Regions from separate parts of the Pan troglodytes genome. Here regions 1, 2 and 3 are each linked to region 4. The links are chromatin contacts, called in public HiChIP or PLAC-seq maps. All regions are on one chromosome and are shown on one strand. Each heading gives the region's core, a stretch centred on a gene start, on an enhancer-like site or on the middle of the called end of the contact. The rest is flanking DNA. Distances are from core to core; before and after follow the strand shown. Region 1 holds the start of ILF3 (interleukin enhancer binding factor 3). Region 2 holds the start of ATG4D (autophagy related 4D cysteine peptidase). Region 3 holds the start of KRI1 (KRI1 homolog). Region 4 holds the start of PDE4A (phosphodiesterase 4A).

The links. HiChIP or PLAC-seq counts read pairs in DNA pulled down with a chosen protein or histone mark.
Region 1: an H3K4me3 HiChIP or PLAC-seq map of stem cell-derived excitatory neurons shows a contact between it and region 4, with 7 times the contacts expected there. The contact joins the promoter of ILF3 here to the promoter of PDE4A in region 4. A contact is called at or near these places in 1 of 7 Hi-C or Micro-C datasets (stem cell-derived neural progenitor cells) and 1 of 1 datasets of contacts at active chromatin or transcription factors (stem cell-derived excitatory neurons).
Region 2: a contact with region 4 is called in an H3K4me3 HiChIP or PLAC-seq map of stem cell-derived excitatory neurons, with 2.4 times the contacts expected there. The contact joins the promoter of ATG4D here to the promoter of PDE4A in region 4. A contact is called at or near these places in 1 of 7 Hi-C or Micro-C datasets (stem cell-derived neural progenitor cells) and 1 of 1 datasets of contacts at active chromatin or transcription factors (stem cell-derived excitatory neurons).
Region 3: a contact with region 4 is called in an H3K4me3 HiChIP or PLAC-seq map of stem cell-derived excitatory neurons, with 7 times the contacts expected there. The contact joins the promoter of KRI1 here to the promoter of PDE4A in region 4. A contact is called at or near these places in 1 of 7 Hi-C or Micro-C datasets (stem cell-derived neural progenitor cells) and 1 of 1 datasets of contacts at active chromatin or transcription factors (stem cell-derived excitatory neurons).

What each region holds. Positions count from the first base shown.
Region 1 is chr20:13,379,699-13,382,398 of NHGRI_mPanTro3-v2.0_pri, forward strand. ILF3 (interleukin enhancer binding factor 3) reads left to right here and starts at 1,444. Exons shown (of 20, transcript XR_010153713.1): 1 at 1,444-1,707. LOC107969665 (a long non-coding RNA gene) reads right to left here and starts at 1,055. Exons shown (of 2, transcript XR_001711623.4): 1 at 933-1,055; 2 at 1-720.
Region 2 is chr20:13,268,684-13,271,383 of NHGRI_mPanTro3-v2.0_pri, forward strand. It overlaps ATG4D (autophagy related 4D cysteine peptidase), which reads left to right and starts at 1,440. Exons shown (of 10, transcript XM_016934998.4): 1 at 1,440-2,151; 2 at 2,535-2,692. The coding sequence starts at 2,563.
Region 3 is chr20:13,291,439-13,294,138 of NHGRI_mPanTro3-v2.0_pri, forward strand. KRI1 (KRI1 homolog) reads right to left here and starts at 1,293. Exons shown (of 19, transcript XM_063800546.1): 1 at 973-1,293; 2 at 785-858; 3 at 1-103. The coding sequence starts at 1,144. CDKN2D (cyclin dependent kinase inhibitor 2D) reads right to left here. Exons shown (of 3, transcript XM_016934999.3): 3 at 1,529-2,484. The coding sequence ends at 2,125.
Region 4 is chr20:13,129,998-13,132,697 of NHGRI_mPanTro3-v2.0_pri, forward strand. PDE4A (phosphodiesterase 4A) reads left to right here and starts at 1,278. Exons shown (of 17, transcript XM_063801163.1): 1 at 1,278-1,480. CDC37 (cell division cycle 37, HSP90 cochaperone) reads right to left here. Exons shown (of 10, transcript XM_063801171.1): 3 at 1-58. It overlaps MIR1181 (microRNA mir-1181), which reads right to left and starts at 1; the gene lies at 1.

The DNA of each region.
Region 1 (2,700 bases), core at 194-2,693, 250 kb after region 4:
CACCTCAGCTTCCCAAAGTGCTGGGATTACAAGCGTGAGCCACCGCGCCCAGCCAGGAAACCCATTTTCAACACCTCCTTGCTCTTTTTTTTTCTGAGACGGAGTCTCGCTCTGTCGCCCAGACTGGAGTGCAGTGGCGCAATCTCGGCTCACTGCAACCTCCGCCTGCCAGGTCAAACAATTCTCCTGCCTCAGCCTCCCAAGTAGGTGGGACTACAGGCATGTGCCACCACACCCGGCTAATTTTCTTTTGTATTTTTAGTAGAGACGGGGTTTCACCATGCTGGCCAGGCTGGTCTCGAACTCCTGACCTCGTGATCCGCCCGCCTCGGCCTCCCAAAGTGCTGGGATTACAGGCGTGAGCCACCGCGCCTGGCCTTCCTTGCTCTTCTTGCTCCAAATCCTGGGAACGTCTGAATCAACAGGCGGGCATCTGTCCAACCTTCCTAGCAACTACGCCTGCGGATGGCCAACCTGACCCTGGAAGAGAGTGGGGTTTAGTTAAGCACAGATTGTACATCGGGGGCCTCATAAGGCGCCTGGAAGCATTCAAGAACACCACGCTTGTAAGGACAAAGCACTCGGTCACGGGCGCCTTTATTTCGGAGCTCCGCGCTGCAGCTGGACGAGCGTCCGTTGAGTCCCAGCCCCAACTTTTCCAGGAAATGGCGGTGAGCCCTCTAGTGAGATATTTTTTGGCCTGGGCCTCAGTTTCTCCATCTGTCAATGGGGGAAGGGGAAGGCGGGCTAGAGGACCCCGACCAGGTCGGCTGCAGCCTTCGGAAGCTACGGCCCAGGGGGACGCCACACCAAGGCAGGTCTGCGGGACAAAAGAACGCAAGAACCCGGGCGCACATTGGCGCCGGTCCCGGGCTCAAGGGGCAGCAACGAGGAGACGCTGGACCTGGCCGTTCCTCGCACACATCTCTAACCTTCTGTGCCTCTCAAGGGAGATGGGGTGAGCATAGCCACCTCCACTGGAGCCCGAAAATCCCCGGCCGAGATACCGCCACTAAAAAGGTACACATGCGTCAAAGCCTCTCAGAGCCATTTCCGCTAACGTACTCAGGGCGACGGGCGTAAGATGGCGGCCGCGCAGGCGCAAAATGTCGCAGCCGTAGGGAGGCTCCGCCTCTGACGCTTGCCTTGCATCACGTGGTAATGGCCGCTCAAAAAACGCCTTAGCGAAAACCAGAGCGTGCCCTCGTCACGTGATGGAGGACTCCCAGTACGGCAAAGGGAAGGCGCCAAAAGTTGTTGTCAGATGGCGAAGGAAACCGCGAAATTCGCCATTGTCACATGATGGAGCAACCTATCGAAAGCGGAGGGAAAGGTGCCGAAGTCACGTGACTACGCACGCAAACACGCCCGCTTGCACCACGTGACAACTCACGCCCACCCCCTCAGCCCCCCCTTATCTCTTTTCGCCCCTCCCTCCCATTTGGGTTGGGCCTGCGTCGAGGCGCAACGCGGCGTCAAAGGGGGCGGGGCTTCAGCCGGTCACGTGTTCCCGCACCTCCCCGGCGCGCGCCTGCCCGCCCGCCCGCTCGCCCCCGGTCCGGACTCCTCCTCCTCCTCTTCTCGCCATTGCAGTTGGACCCAGCAGCCCGGCGCGCACCGCGTGGCTTTTGGGGGCAGACCCCGGCGGGCTGTGGCAGGAGGGCGGCGGCGGCGGCGGCTGCGGTCGAAGAAGGGGACGCCGACAAGGTAAGCGTCAATGTGGCGGCGGCCGGGCCCGCTCCCGCCTCTGCCCCTCCCCCCGCCCGCCCTCAGTGAGATCCCCACTGAGGGTTCGCGGTGACAAGGCTGGAGGGATCCCGCGCTCGCCGCCTCCGCCCGGTTCCCTCATCCCGGCGCCTGGCCCGTTCCTCCCTTGCCGGCCTCGCTCCCGCGCTCGGCCGTTAACTCTCCTCCATTGTGCGGAGGAAACAAAATGGCGGCTGCGGCGGCGGCGAGGACTCGGTGCGCGCGCAGCCGCTCCCCCCCGCACGCGGCCCCTCGGCCGGCGGCGGCGCCACGCGCGGGGGGTGCGCGCGCACCGGGCCCCCGGCTGCCGCCTCCCCGCGGCTGGGCTTTTGTCTGTTGCGGGGTCCTGGGGACGCGCGCACGTGCTTGGAGCACACACCCCCTCGGGTCCCGAGCTCCGCGGCGGGGCGACCCCCCTTCCTCACTCCTTCCCTACCCCCTCCTCCTCTTTGTCCCGGTCCCGCCCCCGATTCCAGGAGAGTCCCAGGTTCCCGAGGCGGGAAACGTCGCCTCCTTTGTCCTCACAGGGCGCGGAGAGCCGGACCCCTCCTTGGAAGCCCCTTCCCACGCGGATTGCTGAGGAAGCCTTTGTGGGTTCGTCGGGTTTCCAAATCTCTGGTCAGCCAGGCCTCTCTCAGATCAGGGTCCAAACTTGGGAGGGTTTCAGCTTTTTCTTTAGTTCGTTTGTTTTCGTTGTTGAATGTTTTTCCAGATTGTTAGTATTTGCCTTCCCTAGAACGGCAATCTACTTGGGTGCAAGCTTGGGCCCCGAAACGTGGATGCTTAAAACCCCTTTCTACCTTTATTTTCTCAAGTAGTTGAACGATTGAGATTCTCGAGGTTACTCATGAGGTTCTGCCCCAGTTAATTCACCGCCTGGATGAATTATTTGGGGTGTACGGCGGTCTGCATGCTCCTCCCCCAGTTCAGTGGCCAAATTTGAGGAGAATGAGG
Region 2 (2,700 bases), core at 190-2,689, 140 kb after region 4:
GGAGTTCAAAACTAGCCTGAGCAACACTGGGAGACTCTATCTCTACAGAAAAATTTTTAAAAAATAGCCAGGGGTGGCCAGGCACAGTGGCCCACGCCTGTAATCCCAGCACTTTGGGAGGCCGAGGTGGGCGGATCACGAGGTCAGGAGATCGAGACCATCCTGGCTAACACGATGAAACCTCGTCTCTACTAAAAATACAAAAAATCAGCCAGGCGTGGTGGCGGGCGCCTGTAGTCCCAGCTACTCGGGAGGCTGAGGCAAGAGAATGGTGTGAACCTGGGAGACAGAGCTTGCAGTGAGTCGAGATCGCGCCACTGCACTCCAGCCTGGGCAACAGAACGAGACTCTGTCTCAAAAAAAAAAAAAAAAAAATTAGCCAGGGGTGGTGGCATGTGCCTGTAGTCCTAGCTACTCGGGTGGCTGAGGCAGGAGACTTGCTTAAGCCTCGGCAGTTGAGACTGCAGTGAGCCATGATCAGGCCACTGCACTGTAGTCTGGATGACAGAGCAAGACCCTGTCTCAACAACAACAACCAAAATCTGTTTGGGGCTTGCAAGGTTAGAGAAAAAAAATTAAAAAATAAAATAAAATAAAATATTTTCCTGTAGTCTGAGCTACTTGGGAGGCTGAGGCAGGAGGATCACTTGAGCTAAGGAGTTTCAGGCCAGCCTGGGCAACATAGAGAGAACTTGTCTCTATAAAAAGTTAACTGATTACTTTTTAAAACAAAGAGGTTTTTTTTCAGCCTTATTGAGGTATAATAGACATATACAAAACCATGCAAATTTTAAGCATACAATCTGATGAGTTTTCACACCTGTGAAGCCACTATTACAGTTAAGATACTGAATTTATCCACAGCTCCAAAAAATGTCTTCCTGCCTGAGGTGGTGGCTCACGCCTGTAATCCCAGCATTTGGGAGGCTGAGGCGGGAGGATCTCATGAAGCCAGGAGTTTGAGACCAGCCTAGACAACATAGCGAGACCCCTTATCTACAAATAAAATTTAAAAAATTAACCAGGCATGGTGGCTCCTGTCTGCGGTCTCAGCTACTCTGGAGGCTGAGGTTGGAGGATCAGAGTTGGAGGCTGCAGTGAGCTATGAAAGCGCCACTGCACTCCAGTCTGGACAACAGAGCCAGATGCTGTCTCGACAAAACAAACACTGAAAAAAACTTTCCTGGAGCACTTCATTCATCCCTCTCTCCCGCGCCTGCCTACCCCTGGATTTTTTTCCCTGAGCATAATTCTCATGAAGATTCGTCTATGTTGTTGCGTGTATTCCAGCCCTATTTTGCACATGAGGAAACTGAGGCACAGAGAGGCGTGGCTTGCCCCGGAGGTCACACTAGTCGATTTGGTCCCAGACCAGGGCGGGTTCTGGGTCGGCAGCCCGCGCAGGTGCACTCGGGAGGCGGGGCGGGCGCTGCAGGTGCGCAGTCAGTCTCACCTGGGCGCCTGCCGGGAGGTCAGTCCTAGGCCCTGGGGGGCAGGACTAGGGGCGGGGCCAGGGGCAGGGGTTCCCCAGCTCTGCTGCCTCCGATAAGGGCCTGAAGGGGCTGTCGCGCTCCTGGCGGTTTGATAAGGAGGGCGGGGGGAGGCCGCGGGGAGGCGTCGGGGTTTGAGGTCCCCGCCTGGCGACCCGGGATCGGGGTTAGGAAAGGCGGCTGGGCGGGGAGAGGGCGGGGCGGGGCGTCTGGCTTGGCCACGCCCACCGCCATCCGGGGTCCTGGCCCGCTAAGATGGCGATGGCTACGGTAGCAGCGGCGGCGGCTGTTGCCTGGCCCGGGACCCTGGGGACGGGGGCCGAGTAGCGCCTTCCCCGGGCCCCGTGAACCGGCTGCGGGTCGCCCTTGGGGGGCAGCGGCCGCAGCCCCCCACCTGGGCCCTCGGTCCGCCCTCCCGGCGCGTCCATGAACTCAGTGTCGCCGGCCGCCGCGCAGTACCGGAGCAGCAGCCCGGAGGACGCGCGCCGCCGGCCCGAGGCCCGCAGGCCGCGGGGTCCCAGAGGCCCAGACCCCAACGGCCTGGGGCCTTCCGGAGCCAGCGGCCTCGCTCTTGGCTCTCCCGGGGCTGGCCCGAGTGAGCCGGACGAAGTGGACAAGTTCAAGGCCAAGTTCCTGACAGCCTGGAACAACGTCAAGTACGGTGAGGAGGGGGCCCGGAGATCGTGGGGGTGTCGGGGGCCGTTGAGGAAAACCAGACACCGGTCCTGCCAGTTATCCCACCCTTGTTCCCGTCCTGAGTCACCTGTGGGTCCCCTCCCTGCCCGGCCCAGGGTGGACCTGTGGCAGGTCCAATAGTGTTTTCAAGCCCCGCCCATTCCCCTGTGTGACCTTGGGCAAGATCCTTTGCTTCCTGGCGCCTCCGTTTTTGCCCCTCTCTGTAAAATGGGTACAATAATCAGAACTACCTTCCTTCATCCTGAATTGATGGTGGACACTCCTGTAGCTGTCACTGGGGGCCCCACCTCCGACGGAATCCCCAGAGCCACCCCGGAGATAGGAACTAGGATCGTGCCCATTTCACAGATGGGGGAATGGAAGCGCTGTTGCTGTCATGCAAGTGCTTCATCTCGCTGGGCGCTGCCCCTACGTCTCCCCAGGTTGGGTGGTTAAAAGCCGGACCAGCTTTAGCAAGATCTCCAGCATCCACCTCTGTGGCCGCCGCTACCGTTTCGAGGGCGAGGGTGAGCTG
Region 3 (2,700 bases), core at 43-2,542, 160 kb after region 4:
TTCTGTTATAGAAGGTGGCATCTTTCTGATAAATGCGGGGGTCCTTCTTCTTCAACAAGGAGAGCGTTTTGTAAAAGTCCCGCTCCTGCTGGGGGTCAAATTCCTAGGGCAGGAAAAGGGTTGGGGATAGATTTCAGAAGGGAGATAATAAGAGCCCTGGTGCCAGCAGGTGAGCTCAGCGTAGGGATTAGGATGGAGGCGGGTGGATCTGGCTGGGGAGGTCAAACAGGTGGTCAAACAGCAGGAGGGAGAGGGGCCCTCTTGGGGTGGGCAGGGGCAGGCCACAGGTAGGTACAGGATATGGGTAGAGGAAGGTGAGGGGCAAGGAGAAGGTAATTCCTGGGGAAGACAAAGACTTGACAAGGGGCAGGTGGGCTGAGGGCACAAGAGAGACAGCGGGGAGGCGCTGGGCCAGGCCGCACAGTGGGGCCAGGATCAGGGCTGATGTGAGAAGTTGGGGGCCCCACGTGGCGCAAGGAGTACACTAAAAAATGGCTAGACTCTTGAGGATGAAAGAGGAAAGGGGGGGGTTCTTGGGGGACAGAGTCGCCCCACACATCAGAGTGGGCAGGTGGATCGTGGCAAGGGAGAGAAAATAACGGGGATTTGGCTCCCCTGGGGAGAGGGGGGCACAGTCTGTCCCTCATGGGATGGGGAGCGGGGGATGGGACGCTCCCGCAGGGCGCTCTGGGGATGGGGGATCCCCCCCGTCTACATCGGGGTCGGGGTGCAGTGGGGGGGCTTGGACGCCTCCGCACGTCCAGGACGGGGCGGGGACGCGCACCACGCGCTCGTCGCTGGAGTCCGACTCGGAGCTGGAGTCGCTGCTGCTGTCTCGGTCCCCGTAGCGATCCTTCACTGCGGGACACAGACGGGATGCCCCCCCCAGGTCAGCCGGCGGGTCCACTCGACTCCCCACTTCCCAACCGGCCGGCGCGCGCAGGCTCCCGCGCGCAGGCGCCCCGCACTCACGCCGCTGCAGTTCCTCGCGTTCCCGGTAGCGGTTGTACCGCGCGGCAAACGCCGCGTTAACCCGCAGCTGCGACGACCCGCGCGGTTCCGGCATGGCGGCTCTGTGGCCCATTGCGCACGCGCATTGAGGAAGCCCTGGACGGGGCGGGGCCGCCCTCAATCCCGCCCACATCCACTTGTAAACGAGGCGTACCGCTGCTAACCCCGCCCCTGGCTTTTCCGGGATCCCTTTCGCCTCATCACCGCAGTCACCGCCCACGGCTACGCCCCTGCGGGGAAGGCCGCGGCCACCGCCCACCCGCCCCACCCCCTGTGCTCCGGGCACCCAGCTGACATCTGGGGGCCCTTTCTCCACTCGCGGTTTCCTGCTTCCCTTCCGTTCCGACAGCGAAAACCGCTGCCCCACCCAGCTCACTCACCCTGGCGCCCTCGGAATTACTATTCTCTCCCCTCACCCACCACATCCACGATCCGCGACCCCCGTCCTCATCCCCATCAACATCCGGGATGTGTAACTCTCCATCCCAGACTCAAAAATCAGAAGCCACCCGTGCTGTGATCATGCACAAGTCTTAATTTAATGGGTAAAAACATTAAATTATTACAACATTTTTTCCAATAAAGCATAATAAATAGAATCCATTTCTTTTAAAATGCTGTACAAGAGACTGGAAAACAAGCTTCCAATAGAATATGAATAACTCATAACTCATTCTACCTTCTTATTGATTTGGGACGCTCCCCCCACCCCCCATGCCTGAAGCAACGTGCACACTTCAGGTCTCTGAGCACAGCCGGCCAAGGCCACCAGCTTCTAGGCTCCCTGGAGGTCATGACTTCACTCTTAAATGCTCTGCCCTTGGGTCTTGTCTGAGGCCCCAGCAGCCTGGGGCGCAGAAGAAACTGAACCGTTTAGGTGGCTGTGGCCTGCAGGAGCCCTTCTCTGTCCAACACACCAAAAGGAGTGAGAAAAACAAATGAGAAACGTCCCCCAAACACTCACACCCCCAAAACCAACACCTATAAGCCACAAACTGTGCTCCTCCCCTACTGCAGCAGTGGGCAGGAGAAACAAGAAGAGAAAGTGTTTCTTCCCCTCTCTTCTGATACATAACCCCACGGGGTTCTCTTGCTGGAGAGGGTGACCCCAGATCACAGCGGGGCCACCATGTGGCCCTGCAGGATGTCCACGAGGTCCTGAGCCCCTCTCTGCAGTGCCAGCTCCAAGGGTGTGAGACCCCTGGCGTCCCTGCGATGGAGATCAGATTCAGCTGCCAGAAAGCTGACCACAGCAGTGTGACCCTCTTGAACTGCCAGATGGATTGGAAGTGCCCCGGTGCCATCAGGCACGTTGACATCAGCCCCGTGCTCCACTAGGACCTTCAGGGTGTCCAGGAATCCAGTGCGGGCTGCGTCATGGACTGGACTGGTACCGGAGGTGTCCTGGACATTGGGGCTGGCACCTTGCTTCAGCAGCTCCAGGGCGATGGCGGTGCTGCCAAACATCATGACCTGTGTGAGGGACAGAGGATCAGGAGGTCCTCAAGGGAGGAGGTTCCACAAAAGGGGTCACTGGAAAGAGAAAGGTCATCCAGAAAGAGGCATCTCCCAGAAACAGGAAATGCTAGAGGAGGGGTCCTCTAGTGAACGGAGAAGCTGCATAAGCCCCCAGGAAACTGTTTGAGACGCAGATAAAAAGTTCTTCTGGGAATAGGGACCCCCCCCCCA
Region 4 (2,700 bases), core at 28-2,527:
AGACTCGGTGCGCGGAGCCCCGCCCCTTCCGCTTCCGCCGAGCGCGGGAAACCCCGCCCTGTGTGACGTCACATCCCTAGTAACCGCGGCAGCGGCACTAGCTACCCAGCCAGCCTTAAAGGGCCCTGCGTAAGTGTTCCGGCCCCCTGGAGTTCCCGCAGAGACTCCGCGTCATCGGGCGCTGGGGCTCCGCTAGGTCTCCTGGGGGCATATGAGTGCGCGCTTCAACTCCGAGCCCCCCTCATCTCCCGCCGCTCCACGGTGGGCGTTTGGGGTGGCAGGGAGGGGACGGTTGATGAGACTGAGAGGACTGTCCCCTCAGCCACGCCGCAGTGACGTCTGCAAGGGGTAGGGACACGGCGGGAAGGCCCTCCCCCTGCCCTTCGTAAACGGGGACCTAAGCCTGCGCTGGAGAGGGGCGCCTGATGACTCCTCGGACTTTCTCAGCCCGAGGAGGACTGGACCTGCCCTGGGGGTGTCTAAATCGGGGGTGGTATGGCCCTCCCCTTGCAGGGTTAAACGTGGAGGGGAGACTGTGGCCCTGCCTTGGGAGCTGGGGTTTCCCCGCCTCGGCAACAGCCTTCTCCTTGTCTTCCACCTCCTGCCATTCGCAGCGAGGACTCGCGCGCGCGCGCGCGCACACACACACACACTTTGGAATCACCCGGACCCCCTCAAAACGGGTCTCGGCGCCCCACCCCGCTGGCCGCTGGGTGTCGCTAGAGTCTAGCCCACGGCGCGTATTCCTGGCCCCGCGCTTGGTGGGGGGAATCGTGGAGGGGTGGAAGGGGGCTTTCCTTGTCGTCACAGTCTGGGGCCACGCATAGCCCCTCCCCGTTCGTCTGGGGGTACGCTTCCTCCGCCGGGGCTCTAAGGACTCCATTACTCTAAGCATGCAGGGCCCCGACCACCTCACACTTCCATGCATCCCAATCCACGCTTTGATACCAGGATAATAGGCCGTGTTGCAGCCTTGGGCCAGGATTATCTCAGATTAAAGGGTGCTCCCTCGGGGGTCAGGCTGGATAGGAGGAGCTCCAGCCACTCCGGTGAGGGGCGCCTCTTCCTAGTCTCCCCTGGAGCCGACGTTGGAGGCAGTGCCTGGAGAGAGCGAGCGAAGGTCTCCAGAAGGGGGAGGATTCCCCGGTGCATGGAGCGGGAAGGGCCATCGGACAAAAACGTCCTCCCGCTGCCGCCCTTCCCCCTCGCGCTTCATTCAAACCCGCGAGTGGGCGGGCAGGGGCGGGGGAGTCCCCATCTCCTACCCCTCCCTGTTCCCCTCCACCCTGGCAGTCCAGCACATCAGTGGCCGTCACGGCCCGGGCACGCGCGCGCACGGACCCACACCCCGGCGGCTCTCACAATCGCACACACACATACACACTCACACACCAGCAAACAAAGGGTCTGGACACCCCCGTCCCCTCCCGCCCCCAGGCCAGGGAGGGCGGGGCATCCCCTCCCCAGGCCCCCCCGCAAGGTAAGCTTGGGGCTGCGAGCTGCGGTGGGGAGGGGGACACGGTGCCACAGTGGGAGGGGGCCAGGACGGTAGGGGGTTCCCCGGCTCCCCAGGAAAGTCGTACCCCCACCCCCACCGTATGCCCTTTAGGGCTTCGGCCCCGTCATCAGCCTGGGGGTGTTTGGAGAGAATCCCAGATGTCGGGGATTCCTGGATAGGCGCGGGGGTCTCTTCCTGGCTCTGGAGACTGGAGCTGCCCAGCTTCAGCAAAACAGGGTTCCCGGAGCCTCAGCTTCCAGAACTGGGGATAGGGCGCCGGAAGCTTCCCCATCAACGCCAAGCATTTCCTAATCTGCCAGCACAGCACCTCCAGCCCTGGGGACTGAGGAGAGAGACCCCTAAGTTGCTTTGCACTGTCCCTCTGTCCCCGGTCCCCATCCCACCCCCATCGGTGCAAACCCTGCTATGTCTCTCCTGCCTGTGTGTGTGTCGGGGGCGGGGGGGAGGTTTGCGGGAATTGGGAACGCTTTTTGGGGCTACCCTTGCTTCTTCTGCTACATCCCATAGCCACATACCACTGAGCTGCGGTGGGGCCCGGCAGGCGGCTTTGCCTTCCTGAGTCTCAATTTCCTCCTCTGCAAAGTGGGTAATGACACACACCTAGGATTCCGCGAAATCGTGCTCGCGGAGCCTGCTTTTGCGCCATCATTTTATTTATTAGCTCATTTCACATCTCTTTCCCAAGTGTCTACTTACGATGTACTGGGCACTGTGACCAGGCTTTGGGGCAGCAGCAACCAACAAACCCAGAGGGGTCCCTGCTCCTGGCTAGTGAGGGAGCAGGATCCCTGTATAAACATACAAATCCCCGCGGGTGATTTCAGACTGTGAAGACTAAAATTCTGTCCTCGGACAGAGAGAGACTAGGGAAAGGCACTCAAGATTAAAGGAGAAGCTGGGCACAGTGGCTCACGCCTGTAATCCTAGCACTTTGGGAGGCCGAGGCAGGCGGATCACTTGAGGTCAGGAGTTCAAGACCAGCCTGGCCAACATGGTGAAACCCCATGTCTACTAAAAATACAAAAATTAGTCGGGCGTGGTGGCAGGCGCCTGTAATCCCAGCTACCCGGGAGGCTGAGGCAGAAGAATTGCTTAAACCCGGGAGGCGGTGGTTGCAGTGAGCCAAGATCACACCACTGCACTCCAGCTTGGGTGACAGAGCAAGACTCTGTCAGAAAAAA